2 separate regions of the Gossypium arboreum genome follow, and region 2 is linked to region 1. A link is a contact called in public Hi-C data. All regions are on one chromosome and are shown on one strand. The core of a region is the stretch at or near the end of the contact, and the rest is flanking DNA. Distances in the headings are between cores, read along the strand shown.

What was found. Hi-C and Micro-C count contacts between places; a contact is called where the count stands out from the background.
Region 2: a contact with region 1 is called in a Hi-C map of leaf, with 2.2 times the contacts expected there. The contact joins the promoter of LOC108482509 here to the promoter of LOC108476229 in region 1. A contact is called at or near these places in 2 of 5 Hi-C or Micro-C datasets (both in leaf).

What each region holds. Positions count from the first base shown.
Region 1 is chr8:52,559,062-52,563,168 of ASM2569848v2, forward strand. LOC108476229 (granule-bound starch synthase 1, chloroplastic/amyloplastic-like) reads right to left here and starts at 2,517. Exons shown (of 14, transcript XM_017778370.2): 1 at 2,233-2,517; 2 at 1,733-2,081; 3 at 1,565-1,645; 4 at 1,345-1,443; 5 at 1,165-1,254; 6 at 997-1,060; 7 at 799-899; 8 at 610-719; 9 at 269-512; 10 at 13-189. The coding sequence starts at 2,071.
Region 2 is chr8:52,924,999-52,929,016 of ASM2569848v2, forward strand. LOC108482509 (protein DMR6-LIKE OXYGENASE 2-like) reads right to left here and starts at 2,421. Exons shown (of 4, transcript XM_017785644.2): 1 at 2,154-2,421; 2 at 1,811-2,058; 3 at 1,406-1,727; 4 at 914-1,316. The coding sequence starts at 2,378. The coding sequence ends at 1,065.

The DNA of each region.
Region 1 (4,107 bases), core at 1,267-3,766:
TTTGACACTAACAAGGACTACAATCTGGCAATTTTCAGCAGCTAATTTCGGAATAGCTTCTGCCAAAATATCTGAACCCTTCTGCTCTTCTAGCCTACCAATGAATCCGATCAAAGGAACATCTCTGTCGCAAGGCAATCCCACCTCACCTTGAATAGCTTCCTTTAACAATGGCTTTGCCTTCATTATCTGCATTGACAGTTACTAAAAAACTCGTCTCCTAATACCACAACCAACCAGGAAACTGGATGCTATAGAAAGCACTTACAGTTGTTGCATCATATTTGACACTGATGTATTTGTCAGAGGCAGGATTCCATTCTTGAACATCCATGCCATTCACGATGCCGGTGATGCCAGTTTTACGAATGATGTTATCAAGTTCTACACCTTTGTCTTCACCAGATACAAGCTCCTGGGCATAGTATGGGCTTACAGTCAAGACTCTATGTGATTCCAATATTCCAGCCTTCATCCAATTAATTTTCCTTCCCATGACAGGCTTGTTATACCTGACGATGAAAACCTTTTAAATCCTTGACTAAAGAAAACAATTCATCAATACTGTAACAAAAATAGTATCAGCAGCAGCACTTTTGGTTTCATTACCCATCAATGAAATCGAATGAACTCTTGAACCGTTCAGGCAAATTGAGACGTTTGAAATCTGCAAAGGCAAATCTTCCCTGATAGGCTATGTTGTGGATGCAAAATACAACCTGACATATTTATCACGCACAATGTAAGATCCAACCTTCTGCTTGCTTAACTTAGCGTTTCAGAGGCCATCAACCATACCTTTGCACTCATGTAGATACCCCTTGACTGGTACATGCTTTTTAAATAGCATGGAAGAAGAGCACTGTGCCAATCATTTGCAATAAAGACAACATCTTCCCCTGCAGAAGATGGTGGTGAAGCACATTAGCCTAAACCATTTCATGGAAGAAGAGAGTTAAACTTTCAAGGTTAGAACTAAAGAGGAAGACTTCATACCATATGGTCCTGAGAAATTTTTACTGCTATTTAAATTTAGAACCCTGGGTGCCTCCAAAGCAGCCTAAAAACAAAAGAAGTAAAAATGGCATTAAATTAGGTTGACTTATATTTGAAAGAGATAATATCATGGTTAGACTCAGGGACATGGCAAAAATTTTATTTTACCTGGCATAACAAGCTGAACCGCAGTTGATTGTCTTCGTAGTCCAAACCTGCTCTGGGGCCATAGATTTTGGAAGCCGTTTTGCCCCATACCTGAATCATCAGAACAGCGACCATAAGAAAATTGATGAACTAGAATCATTTACGCAGGAACATTAAACCAAGGCAACAATCATTTCAAACCTTCTCAAGGAACATGGGGTGATCGACAAAGACACGATCAACTCCACGTTTGTAGCAGTGGAAGAACCGAACAGTTACAACTTTGTCTCCGACTTTTAGCTGCATATTAGGATCTCAAGTTTAAGAAATTAATCCAAACATAGATCCTTTTAGTGGAATATGAAGTACTAAAAAAGTAAAATATGATATCTCTTGAATCGAGCAGGATTGGAAACCTTACATCAACTAACACACTTGTGTCCCATGCATCCTTGTACTGATCATAGCGAGGACACACTGTCATAACACGGTGTCCTTTGGCCTATTGAACGATAAATAAGCAATAGCGGCTAGTTATCTCACTTAAATACCAAAACCAAAGCCAAAATCTCTACTTATATGTACTTACAGCCATTGCGGGAGGAAGTCCACCGAGGACATCACCGAGTCCACCAGTTTTGCTCCAGGGGCCACACTCAGCTGACACAAACACTATATTCATCCCTATTCCGCAAATAATTTTTCCCAAAGGCCTGTAATCTGCCTGTTTCATAGCTTTCGTAACGACAGCCTTTGCGTTGGTGGTCCTCATCCGCAACCTATCGACCTTGTTCAAAGACCGCAAACCATTGTGAGTCATGGCTTGATTCCTGGCACCAACCTGTGCAAGATTGGCCTTAGTGTCTGCTCCATGGCTGCTGAAATGAGAACTTGTCGAAACCAAGTGTGAGGTTGTCAGGGTTGCCATTGATCGAAAGCTGATACCAAAAAGAAAACCAAACCAAATTAACTAAAGACAAAAACCAAACATTTTATATAGCTTCAAGAGAACGTAGGGTGATGAAAAGCAAACAGGAACCTATGTAACTGATACAGTGGATCACTCAAAATCAGCTAAGTTAGCAGTACCTGAAGCACTCGAGATGGTTCACTCACTGAGTGCAGCTGGGTTAGGAGTGATGGAAGTTGTTGAAGTGGCGTGGTCACTGAAGTTCACCTAGGGTCTGCCAATTTGAACTGATTACAACGTTGAACTACAATAAAACGTGGCTTAATGAGAGAGGAGAAGTCTCATCTCAATGTCTAAGTGCTTCCCACGTGGAAGGTGGGGGCCCTTAGCTTAGTATGAGTATTCAGGAAATTTGCGGTCACTAGTCACGCTTAAATCTACGGTACAAGTGGTTCATAACTGGTGGGCTCCAACAAATGTCTGTTTCATCGTGAAAAAACTTAAAGTTGGTAGATTGCTTTTCCCGATATTTTATAATTTTAGTACTATGAATTGAAGTTAATTGACGGTGTCCAATTAGCCATGGCTGTATTTTTGCCTATTTTTTTCCTCTTGTTTTTAGTGCAAAAATTGGTAGCGGACAAACTTTTAGGTAGCGTAAGCGTTGGATTAAAATTATGTTAGAGAAGAGTTTATTGATATGAAGAATTTTAATTTAATTTAATTTTTTAAATTATGTTGAATGAAATTAAATTTAATTTGAGTCGAATTAAATTGAATTGAGTAAAATTATTTGAATCAGATTAAAAATTAAATATGTCAAATTAACATCTTGTTACCATATAATTAAATCTATTTTAAAGCATGTAAATTTGAAATAATATATATTTGAAAACTTTTTCAATTTTAAAGTAAATTAAGAAAAAAAGATAATTTAGTATGATAAACTTAAATCGTTAATTTATTTATTTATGTCCTAAAATTATTGTTTTAGAATTCTTTTAACTTTTTATATATTTTTAGAATTTTTTAATTTTTATAAAATTTTCAAAAATATATAAATTTTGGAGTTTTAAAAATATTTTGAATTTTAAAAATTAATTTGCTTATTTTTAAATTTTAACAATGATCGAATTACTTATTCGAGTTGACTCAAATTAATCAAATTAATTAACTCAAAATTTAAATTTTAAATTTTTTTAAATCAAATTAAATTTTACTATCATACTCTTAAACTCAGTAATTTATAAAGTATATGTATTTCATATTATATTTATATTATTTTTCAACATTATATTTATTTTATAGAACAATATTATATTTAAGTTTTTCATCATTTATAACTATATCACATCAGAAAATTATCAGCTTTTCCAGTCATGTGAATATTCCTTGGCATCCAGCATCGCATGTGCTGTGGAAGATATTTCTGCCAAATTTATACTGTATTCGTATGGTCATTTCCCTTCAAATCAATAATATTGACTCCATCGGTTCGTTAAATTTAATTAAATAAATTATTAAAATTATAAAATATTTAAAATAAAAATGAATTCAATCATCAATTCATATGAATTTGATTCACTTTTGAAACCATGTTAGGAGGATGTATTCTTTTAATAATATTATTATAAGTTTTGATCATATTTATTTTTATATGATATTTAGAATTATTCATAGTCTCTCCTTAACCCATAAATAAAAAATAATGCGCTTTATTATACTCGAACTCGCGTTCTCCTGCATTAATAACAATGTCAATTCTGATCGATTTAAGACTCAATCAACTGCAAAAGTTGCATCCTTTTAAACATTGCTAAAGATAAAATTCACATTTAGTTATTAACTTCAAAGGTTATTGTTGATAATCAATTTTAATGAAATAATTTTATAATCATATATATTACAATATTTTAAGTTTTAATGTGTTCATATCATAAATTTTGACTTAAGATAAGGAAATAAAGTAAGAATTTCTTGAAGTGGAAATTTGTAACATAAACTCTTTTGCTTTTATTATTATTATTATTATTATTATTATTATTATTATATAT
Region 2 (4,018 bases), core at 1,171-3,670, 370 kb after region 1:
ATACACATATTGGCCCATACTTTATTAATTTAACAAAAGTCTAATAAGTTTTAATTAAATTAAATCATTTTTAATTTGAATAACTTTTTTATTATAATAAATAATAATGTAATTATTATATATATATGTGATATTCATATTTTTCTAGAAGGGAGGAGGGGAAGAAGACTTTCGAAATTAAATAGCACTTGAGGAGAGAAAGAAAAGTTCTTTTTTACACCTACAATAGCCTTAATTTGCCATGATACAAGGAATTGATTTTGGGTGCTTATAAAAATTCTAGAAAGAGATCCTTACTATAAACGTTTCATCAACTCCAATGTTACATTAAATATTATAAGAATTCTAATATTTATGTAATAAGATTTTTGAGTATTTCGTTTAGTAATTTAACCCTTGTAATGATTCAAATAATTGAGTAACGTTTTGAATTATTAAACCATGTTTTATGTATTACATAAAATATTATAAAATTTAATAGTTTATGTAATTAGATGGAACGAAAGCTATAGAAAGTTAAAATCCCTAGAAATTCTGACCTAGCAACCAAACCATTCCGATGACGGGGACCATTAGGTAGAGAGAATGTGATACAAACTCCCTCAAATCCACCAAGCTTTAATGGCGCTTGTGTTATAACCAGTTTCAAGGCCTACTAGTGAGAGCGTGTTTGTCTTCTTCATCAGCATCGGTTCTAGCCTGTTGAGTAATTTCCTTAGGTTGCTAAAAAAGTAAAATTCACTATAATTTTCAAATTCATAGATTGGTTATAATCTTAATATTTTTTTTAATATAACTACTTTACACATATAAATAAAATCCAAATTGAAATCCTCAAAATTCGCATTTAAAGTTTTGATGTTCTTGTAAATTGAAAAAGTAGAAGGTAGGAAGAGGTGAGTTGCAAGTCCCGTTTGCAGAGATGGAAATGTATATGAAACAGTGAAATACCATCATCTAGCACCTTAATTAAGACGCTTCAGTAATTAACATTATCTGGGAGGTCGAATAAGACAACTCCGTGTAATCTCGACTTTAAAGTATGAATTCATGACAATAGATAATTATGGAACACAAGTTTTGAACATGTCGAGGCAGCATTCGCTAGCAAGTCCCCTCTTCCAAAATTTTTCATAGTATTCCCCATAACTAAAACTTCGATACACTGCAGGGTGATCATCGTCGATCAAGTCCGTAGCAGGGCCTATCAAAGCATCAGGTGAGGGACAATAGAAGGTTGGGATGGATATTCGTTCTTTATTGCAGTTCACAACAGCTCGATGGAGCACGCTTTTGTAACGATCATTGCTAATTACCTGTGACAAAAGATTACCACTCACTTTATTTTTTTTTCTGGATTAAGAAATAAATAAACAAAGGTTACAATCACTATCCACCACTTCACCTGCATTTGATCGCCGATGTTGACAATGAAGGTGTTGCAAATGGGATTGACAGTAATCCACTTGCCATCTCTTAAAACCTGTAATCCAGGGACGTCATCTTGAAGAAGAATAGTTATTAAATTAGGATCGGTATGGCCAGGCAAGCCATAAGTAAGTTCTGGTTGTGGACAAGGTGGATAGTAGTTTAAAGCCATGTGTTGCCCATGCTTGCTTAGGGTCTTATCTATATGATCTCTCTTCAGCCCTAAGCTGTCTGATATGGCCTCAAGCAGTCGTAGCACTAAACCTCTAACGCTACTGCAATACTCGGCTACGTCGCCCCTGACAGGAACCACAAATTCAGTCATGCTTAAAATTAAAAGATGAAAACCATTGGCTTATTTATGGTACTATATTATTAAAACCTGAAGGAAGGGGGATTTGAAGGCCATGCGTTTACGTGATCTTGGAGAGGGTAGCAATGGAGTCTCAGAAAATCCCTCCAGTTGGCAACCTTCTCCGTCTTAACGTTGAAACTAGTTGACAACCGGTTGGCGACGGACGGGTCGTCGGAGTAATTCTTCAACCGCTCACTCTCCGGTAAATAAAAGAAATCTCTAGCTAAACGCAGCATGTTGTTGATGGTGGCTTCTGAAACCCCATGGTTCTTAACCTGATCATTTAGCAGAACAGAAATCACTAAACAGAATTAACTAGTAGGAGTAGCAAGCGACAATTATAGCCAAATCAAAATATTTGTTTGGATACCTGAAAGAAACCATCATGTTGGCAAGCTAGGGCAATCTGTTTAAGAACATGAGAGCGGTTGGGGCCATGGAGGTCCTGAAGGTCGATCAGAGGGATGGAAACATCTGATACATGAACATCAACCAGGTTTGGACGGTCGGAGATTGGTCTGATGTAATTGGTAGGCACCAGTTTGACTGTAGTTGCGAGGTCAGTGAGTAATAGCTTGGTGGTGGAGAGCGCCATGGGAATGGAGTATGATATTTAATTACTTTGCACAACTTTGGAGGTTCCGGCTTTCAGCACCCATTTAAAGCACTCATTTTCTGATGACGTTGAGATGCTGATATCACAAGATGTACGTAATCTTTCTGCCATTTATTTTTAATTGAAAAATTCCAGAATCGGACAAATGATGTTACGGCTTTTACAGCATCACATTCCTTAACTAATGTCAAAGGCCATGTGAACATGAAGATGGTATTCTTGCAGTTTAATCAGGAATGTCAAATTACTTTCACATGTGAATGATTGCCAAGTCACTGGTTTCTTTCTCTTTTTAAATGACAGTTTAAATATTCAAAATCCTAAATATCTTAATAATTAAAAATTATTAATTAGATTTAGTATTTGTATTTGTAATTATAAAGACAACAGAAATTATTCCATACCTTAACAACCATCTGATTATCTTATTTACGGGTGCAACCAAATTGAAATGCATGCTCATGTCGGTACGCTAACACCATTAATTAATGTAATATTTTATCTATTTTATAATTTAAATAATAATTATATATTTTACCCTCTATTTTTATAAAAAATTATTTTATTTCTTAATTTAATTTTTCGTCTTTTTTAGTTATTAAATTTAAAGATATTTAAATTTCTGTTAAAACTAAATTAATTAACCAAGCTGATCTAATTCGGTTAATCAACCAATGGTCGAACATAGTTTGGTCGGAGGTTGGTTAATGGTTTTTTGAAATTTCAATTACTGGTTAATTCGGTTCGAAATTAGATAATTAACTGAATTAACCGAACTTAATAATTAATATTATGTGTTAATTTCAATACTTATGTAGTGTTTTTCATTATATAGTGTTTCAAGACATAAAATTTCGATTAATTCGATTAATTTTCAAGATAAAAATATATATTTCGGTTAATTTCAATGTATTTATTTGATATGTTTTATACTTGTTTTAACTAAAAGATAAAAATATATAAATTCGGTTAATTCAGTTAACCAATCGAATTAACCGAAATATTTCAGTTCGGTTAAATTTTTTTTGAAAAAATTTCGCTTCGGCTAACGGTTAAAGGATTATACAGTTCAGTTAATGCTAGTTCGGTTCGGTTATCGTTTTAACACCCATATTTGAACTTGTGTTTTTTTATCAAATCATCCAAATGATTAGAAAAGTCAATATTTCTTAACTCTGCTAATGTGGCTTAGACATAAATGACACATCACATTCAATTAATTTTTAAATTTTAAAATTTTAAAAATTATAAAAATATTTTAAAACTTAAAATCATTAAAATATTAAAAGTTGTAAAATTATAAAAAATTTAATATTTTAAAATTTAAAAATTAATTAAATACTAACATATCATCAAATCACAATTCATATATATTTTACATTAACTAAGTTAACAAAATTAATTTTTCATGATAAAATTGATAAAAATATAAATTTAGAAAAATTAAATAAAAAGTAAATTCTTTTAATCGAATGTGCAAAAGAGTTAGACATTTATATATTTCAAGCCGAAAAAGAGTGGCCACTTATGATAGGCAGGTAGGCCCCTAGGCTTACAACAAGAAAAGCTGTCGACAAAGGCTTCGTATGGTAAGTAGGAACGGATGACGTCACTCATAG